2 separate regions of the Mus musculus genome follow, and region 1 is linked to region 2. A link is a contact called in public Hi-C data. All regions are on one chromosome and are shown on one strand. The core of a region is the stretch at or near the end of the contact, and the rest is flanking DNA. Distances in the headings are between cores, read along the strand shown.

Region 1 (3,387 bases), core at 844-3,343, 60 kb after region 2:
AGTTATCACCACAGTAATTCTAACCTGCATTGGACTTTGGGTCTCTTCCATCAGAGTCCCACAGGCTTAACTATGAACCTGGAAATGTCAGCCTCCCCTCCCCACCCCACCCCCAGTTCTGCTTGGAAAACCTTGTTCAGAAACACCCATAGCTTGATTCCCCCAGGTTTGCTCCCACTCCCAAAGTCAATTTATCCTTCTGGAACTCTTGATTCCAATCTAGGACTGGGTCACTTTAACAAACACCCAATGTTACTCCTAAAAACAGTGAGAGAGAGAGATTCACTGTCAGGCAGGGTTCTCTCTCTTACTCCCGTAGGCTCACAGGAAAGCCCAGAACACTTGAAGTCATGACTCCAGTACACAAACCCACAATGAGTGTCGGGTGGGTCTTTTCTTTCTTCTGGGACCAATGAAAAAGAATCTTGCATCATCTTACTCATTTATTTAGCAATCTGATTTCCTGGTGCTTCCCAGGCCCCAAATGTTCTTGGAAAAGCATCCTAACTGAACTGTATGATAACGGAGAAAACTATTTTTTGTCAAAAATGGTTCTATACACACCTAACAGGGTGTGGTAGTGCACACCTTTAGTCTCAGCTCTCAGAGGGCAAAAGCAGGCAGTATCTCTGAGTTTCAGGTCAACCAGGGAATAAACCATGTCTCAAAAAGTTTTTTGGTTTTTGGTTTGGTTTTGGTTGTTTGTTTGTTTGTTTGTTTGTTTTCTTCTTAGACAGGGTTTCTCTGTATAGCCCTGGCTGTCCTGGAACTCACTTTGTAGACCAGGCTGGCCTTGAGCTCAGAAATCCGCCTGCCTCTGCCTCCCAAGTGCTGGGATTAAAGGCGTGCACCACCACGCCCGCTTTGGGGTTTAGTTTGTTAGCCTATCCGAGCCACAATAAAATCCACAGATACACATGCACACATATATCCTGATTCATTGTGAAAAATATTTCAAAACAAAACAAACAAAACAAAAGAAGCCCTCTTCGTCCGTTATAAATAACAAGATCTGCCTTCAGCAAACTCCCATAGCCAGAGCCTAGAACTTCAAGAAAGAACAGAACTTGCTGCACCAATTAGTGCTAGGCCGTAGTATGAACAAAGCACCGCAAATAAACTCCACAGGCCTTTAGACAGAAGGTTGTGTTTGTAATTAACTCCAACGCACTCTCATTACCCCCTCCCCAGAGCTCCACCCAGCCCAGCGCCCTGCAGGGCTCCCGTTCCCAGTCTGGTTTCCATTCGAGCCCCGCCCCCTTCCCCTTGCCTCTCTGGGACTGTGAATCAATCCCATCCCGGGCAGGAAACGGGACCCGGGGCAGCCCCCTCCGCTGTGGCGGAACAAAGGAGCGGAGCGCAGCTGCACTCGCAGGGCGATCCATCGGGTCCGGTCGCCCCTCCGGGTGCGCCGCGGCCGGGGCACACCGCACCTGAACCCCACTCCCCAGGACGCCCCATTGTTCCACCTCCGCCTCCACCTCCGCTTCTCCTTCCCACAGGAAGCCATAAGCTTGTCCTTCCATAGAACCTGGGGCCGGGAAACTCCAGTGGGCCAGAGGGATGGAGGGGGATGCGAGTGGGCCCGCGGGAAGCAGGGTTCCCCAGTGCCCGTAGGTAGGAAGCCAATAACACAAAGTGAGAGAACAACTTAGTTTGTAAGCCCCTTCCCTCTCCTGCCGCCCCCGAAGCCACACGGGGCCGCGATCACCCTCGACGACCTCGAGCGCGCGTGGGTTCACGGTGGAGTGCCTCCGCGCCCCACAGGAGCGCCCCGGGAGCTGATGACCCGGGATTGCAGGCTGCGGCTGAGCCTGGGGCCGCGCGCACAAAGGCACGGGCGGGAAGGGAGCCGGCACGGGGGAGTGCAGCGTACCTCGCCCGGCAACCGCTCGGCCACTCCGTCTCCGCGTGCTGCTCGCTGGCCGCCGCCTGGGGAACGCGGGTCAGATCCGATGCGGGGCTTGTGCCACAGTTGCTGCCGGGGATCCCGCGCCGCTCAGCCGACCGTGCGTTCAGTGCACCCACACCGCGTCCGCCGGCTGGGCTCCGAGTGCGCTGGCTAGAGGCGCGGCGGCGGCGCGGCCACTCCCCTCTCCCGGCGGGGGCGGCGACCTCACCGCCCGGACGCGCCCCTCGCTCCCTGGCCGCGGTTCACCCAGGCGCGCAGGCCGCACAGCGCCCCCCGGTGAGCACCCGGCGGGCGGGGACACCCAGGAAAGCGCACTGGCCCTTCACCTTGGCCACTGCATGATCCGCGAACTGCAGACCAGAGATGCAGAGCCGAACAGCTGCAAGAGCCTGGGCGCGAACCTCAGCAGAGAGAATATTCTTCTCCACATTGCCTACCCTCCTAGGTCCAAGTTTGGGTGCCCAAAAATATCACAAAATGACAATTTAATGGAAGAGAAAATGGCCTGCCATGTGAGGCTTTTATTGTCTCTGTCACTGACATACATATTGAATATACCATTAGGTACTGAGCAATGACTGGCAATCACTTGGCCATGGTAGAGGGTCTGAAGACTCAGGACTCCCAGCTTCTCACTCCAGGTGTCTTCACCACGCTGGGATTCGGGACAAGCCACATGACCCTGGGTCTGGCTTGTTCCTGGAAGAGGTAAGGGTGTTCATCAAACTTACTCATGGGGTGAGGTGAGGATTACATGGCTGGGGTGTTAAAAGCGCGGCAGACACAGTAATTATTACTCATGAATCTGACGACTTTATCCTATAATGAAATAAATTGCCATAAATGGGGCCAGGTTTAAGTGCACTGACCTATATCTGGATACTGTCACTGAAAGGAGGCGAACCAAAGATTTCCAACCTTATATAGTCACTCTGTCCCTCCAGCACAGGCCCCAGGACTTCTCAGAGGCTACCAAGACCCTCCTCTACAAACTGACCTGCTGGGAATTCTAGCATCATTGACGGAACCAGCATCAGTTAGGTCTTCAGTCGGCATGGTAATGGTTTAAGCTAACATATTTTGAGTAGTGGATACAATTTTATTTAATCTTCACAAAAACCTGTGAGGTAAGTTACTTTTCAATTTTTGTTTTTGAGGCCAGGACAAACAAAGTCTGAGAGCTTTTTTTTCTTCCTTCCAGCTTATATACAACTATGGAGAACCTCCACAAATTCTTTGGTACACCTCTCATTGAGGAGTGCCATTTGATTGCCCTCCTCTTGAATACAGGCTGGACTGAATTCTAACAAATGGGATACAGTTGGTGGTATGACCAACCCAGCTCTCTCTCTCTCTCTCTCTCTCTCTCTCTCTCTCTCTCTCTTTCTCTCTCTCTCTCTCTCTCTCTCTCTCACTGTGAGGGAGCACACAGAAGCCAGGTATAGCCATATATTCCAGACTAAGAGTGCCCGCAT
Region 2 (3,296 bases), core at 339-2,838:
AACAAACTCATGTACACATCTGCAGAACTTAGCATATGCTCGGGATGCTAAGTCATGTCTATTGGGAGAGAGTTCAAGTCTTTCCACTCAATGACTGGATTCCTCACAGGCTAGAACTGACTGGAACACACCCTGAACCACAGAGTAACAACAAGCCCTCTTCTTGGGCTGTCATCATGGAGCCTGCTCCCTTTCACATGGGTTTCAGCTCCTGTAAGCTCATCTCAACTCAACTCTTAGGCCTGAGTCTCCCAAGTGCAGACCCCAAACTCACTTTGCTCATCTCCCCAAAATGGATCAGGGTCACTGTTGGCCAGTCCCCACCCTGACAAGTTCCAATTCTATCACACAAGGCCTACCCACAGATCAGAAGAAAATTTCTTTGATGAAAAACAATGGAACCCTCCCTAATACCATTGAGGGAGGGCTTCCTGGGAGTGTTCTACCTGCCTCGATGTCAAGGAAACAAGAAGCTAAGCCTTTCTGAGGCTGGGGCCTTGGGCCACTCATCTGATGAAAAGGAGCATTTTCCCAGACTGAGGTAAAACTTCCCAAGTCTCATCAGAGACCAGCAACATTGACAGGAAATAGTCTGTTTCGTTGGGAACCAAACTTTACCTTGGAGATTGTATCACTGAAACTATCTCTAGGCTGCGGTGAACATCTGATGTATGCTCAGCTTTACAAACAGCCTTTAGATAAAGCCTTTCAAATGCCAGATGAGCATTTGACAAGAAACAATAAAACGTCTCAACAGGCATCTACAATTAAGGTAAGGACTCTGGGACTTCCTAGACATACTAGAGAGTTTCTACTGACAGATACATTCTTACATCACTATAATTTTTACGACAAACGTATCTGGCTGGCATCCCACTGACTTGAAAAGCTTCAAAGTCTGAAAGAACAAATAATTAACTGTGGTCTCCCTCTAAGACCAAACAACATCCCTGAAAAGGAACTGTTTGAAAAGCAGCTCCAGGCAGGACACCGAGATGGCTCTGTAGCACTTGCCAGCAACCCTGATGACCAAGTTCAGTTTCTGGAGAGAACTGATTTCCTGGAAGCTGTTCTCAGACTGCCACGCCATGCCTCCCCCTAAGTAAAATAAATAATTGTAATTTTAAAACTAAGTAGTCCCAGGAAGGTAGCAGACGCCTGGGGGAAAGGTCTGAGATTCAAAAGTGAGAGTTCAATTTGTAGAGCATTTTGTAGAAGTGGAATATGCATCAGGCCAGGTCGCCTGGCTGTGGACCCAGCCTCAGAAGCTCTTCCGCTAGCAGCTGACCTTTGAACCATGGCCACTGCAAAAATTGACGCTGTAACTCTGAGGAGATTTCCGGTTGTTCTGAACCAAACAAAGATCTCCAAAGATGTAAGGCAAACACCATGTCTGCCTTCTCCCTCCTATGACCTACATACACCACCATGTATAAATGTTAAAGGCTGGGTGTTTGGCCATTTTCAAAATGGTGTTGCTATGAGCGGGACGTTAATCTGAAGTGTCTAAAACAGAGAGTGAGTCAGCACTCTGATTCCATCCTGACATGTCATGCATGCACGGCAGAGACACAGAGCCAAAACCTCCGCCCAGAGTCCCACATACCTGTTCACACAGTTTCAGAGAATGTGACCGCAGAGATATACACTGTAAGGCTACGACTGAAAGTCATCTTTTTCTTCTTTCACTAGAGTCCCGTTCCCTATCCTCTTCCCTTTCCCCTCCTAGCTGGTGGTGTGCAAGATTTCAGCCTTTAAATACATTAAGTCAAAATGTTATCTCCCCAGTGAAAATGAGAATTTTGTTCTGTTTGTTGCTGCATCCCAGCACCTCAGAGAGGGCCTGGAGCACAGTAAGTGCTCATCAAATATTTACTCAGTAAATGAATAACATTTCTAAAGCGGCTAAGTAGACAGTGTGATAGACGGGAAAGGACAAACATCTTCCTACATACAGTGTAGTAGAAGGCACTAGAACAACTAAAGGTTCAATTGCTCTGAAAGGAAAATGAGGGCAGCAATAATCACCTGACCCACGCCCACGCTCCTCAGGAAAAAAAAAATCTCTCTCTATGCCACTTATCCAACCAACCAAAAATACAGGTCATACCCGAGAGTTCATACTATAAAGACTATCACAATCACAGCTTTCATGCTGTGCCATAGGAAAAATATTGATCATGTAAAAGGACAGCGGCCAGGTCTCTTGCAGAGGACCCTTAACCTAAGCTCTGTGTGCCCAACTTCGTCATCTCCACATTCTGAGATATGATCAGAATGTTCTTGATAGCATTTACCTGGCTCGACTGGAGTGCAATAAAATGACAGGCCAACCGAGTACTCAGGACACACAGGCAACCTTGCTATGTCAAGCTGGAGGCATGCAGTCCTAAAGACTCAGTTTGATGCAAACAGGGGGGTCAAAGGTCACAGAGACATGTCTGTGTGACTGACACTAGCACCACCTAAACTCTCCCAACTAATGACTTCTGATTTTTTTTTAGGTGAGGATAATAAGAAAAAATTCAAAGCCTTAAATCATTTTTTTCTAAATTTTCAAATTTCTACTTACAAAATGGAAAGATGGCTTACCTCAAATAGTGCTTGCAAATCTTACTGTGATATGAACAACACAACTTTATCCCAATTCAAGGAGGATGTGATTCCGATCTGTCCTGGACTGTGCCCATCAGGGCGGGTTCTGACAGTAGCATGATACAGACTGCCTTCAAGAGGCTCTTGGGCAGAATGAACAAAACGAACCACCTAAAAATACTCAGGGTCAAGGGCACTATAAGAACATATTGCCTTCTGATAAAAATGAAAATTTTCATCATGGTTCATGACATCTGACTAAATGCCCCTGTCTTAGTCAGGGTTTCTATTCCTGCACAAACATCACCAAGAAGCAAGTTTGGGAGGAAAGGGTTGATTCAACTTACACTTCCACACTGGCAGGAGCTGATGCAGAGGCCATGGAGGGGTGTTATTTACTGGCTTGCTTCCCCTGGCTTGCTTACCTTGCTTTCTTATAGAACCCAAGACTACCAGCCCAGGGATGGCACCACCCACAATGGACCCTCCCACCCTTGATCACTAACTTAGAAAATGCCTTACAGCTGGATCTCATGGAGGCATTTCCTCAAGGGAGGCTCCTGTCTCTGTGATAACGCCAGCTTGTGTCAAGTTGACACAAAACCAGCCAGTACAGCCTCCCCAATCCTATCAAAAAAGGACTTGTTTTCAATTATATCTAAGCAAGGTGGGATATAAAAAAAAAAAAAAAAAAAAAAAAA

Evidence for each region. A called contact is a pair of places that touch in the nucleus more often than the background predicts.
Region 1: a contact with region 2 is called in a Hi-C map of liver, with 3 times the contacts expected there. The contact joins the promoter of Myo1b here to the enhancer-like site in region 2. A contact is called at or near these places in 1 of 39 promoter capture datasets (liver), 9 of 484 Hi-C or Micro-C datasets (the C10 cell line, granulosa cells, liver and 1 more), 13 of 115 datasets of contacts at active chromatin or transcription factors (bone marrow-derived macrophages, cardiomyocytes, embryonic stem cells and 7 more) and 3 of 9 other capture datasets (adipose tissue, liver and pancreatic islet).

What each region holds. Positions count from the first base shown.
Region 1 is chr1:51,913,885-51,917,271 of GRCm38.p6, forward strand. It overlaps Myo1b (myosin IB), which reads right to left and starts at 2,094. Exons shown (of 31, transcript NM_001161817.2): 1 at 1,877-2,094. It overlaps Gm33795 (a long non-coding RNA gene), which reads left to right and starts at 2,278. Exons shown (of 3, transcript XR_001778914.2): 1 at 2,278-2,620; 2 at 2,857-3,039; 3 at 3,114-3,387.
Region 2 is chr1:51,854,818-51,858,113 of GRCm38.p6, forward strand. The region is part of intron 3 of Myo1b (myosin IB); the gene reads right to left. Among named protein-coding and RNA genes, the nearest start is that of Myo1b, 60 kb to the right of the region's middle. Within about 2 kb of position 1,589, at least 45 of the 459 cell types and tissues checked have an H3K27ac peak or open chromatin away from gene starts, as enhancers often do. A contact at or near this core is called in extraembryonic endoderm stem cells, hepatocytes, liver and 3 more, where this site is marked.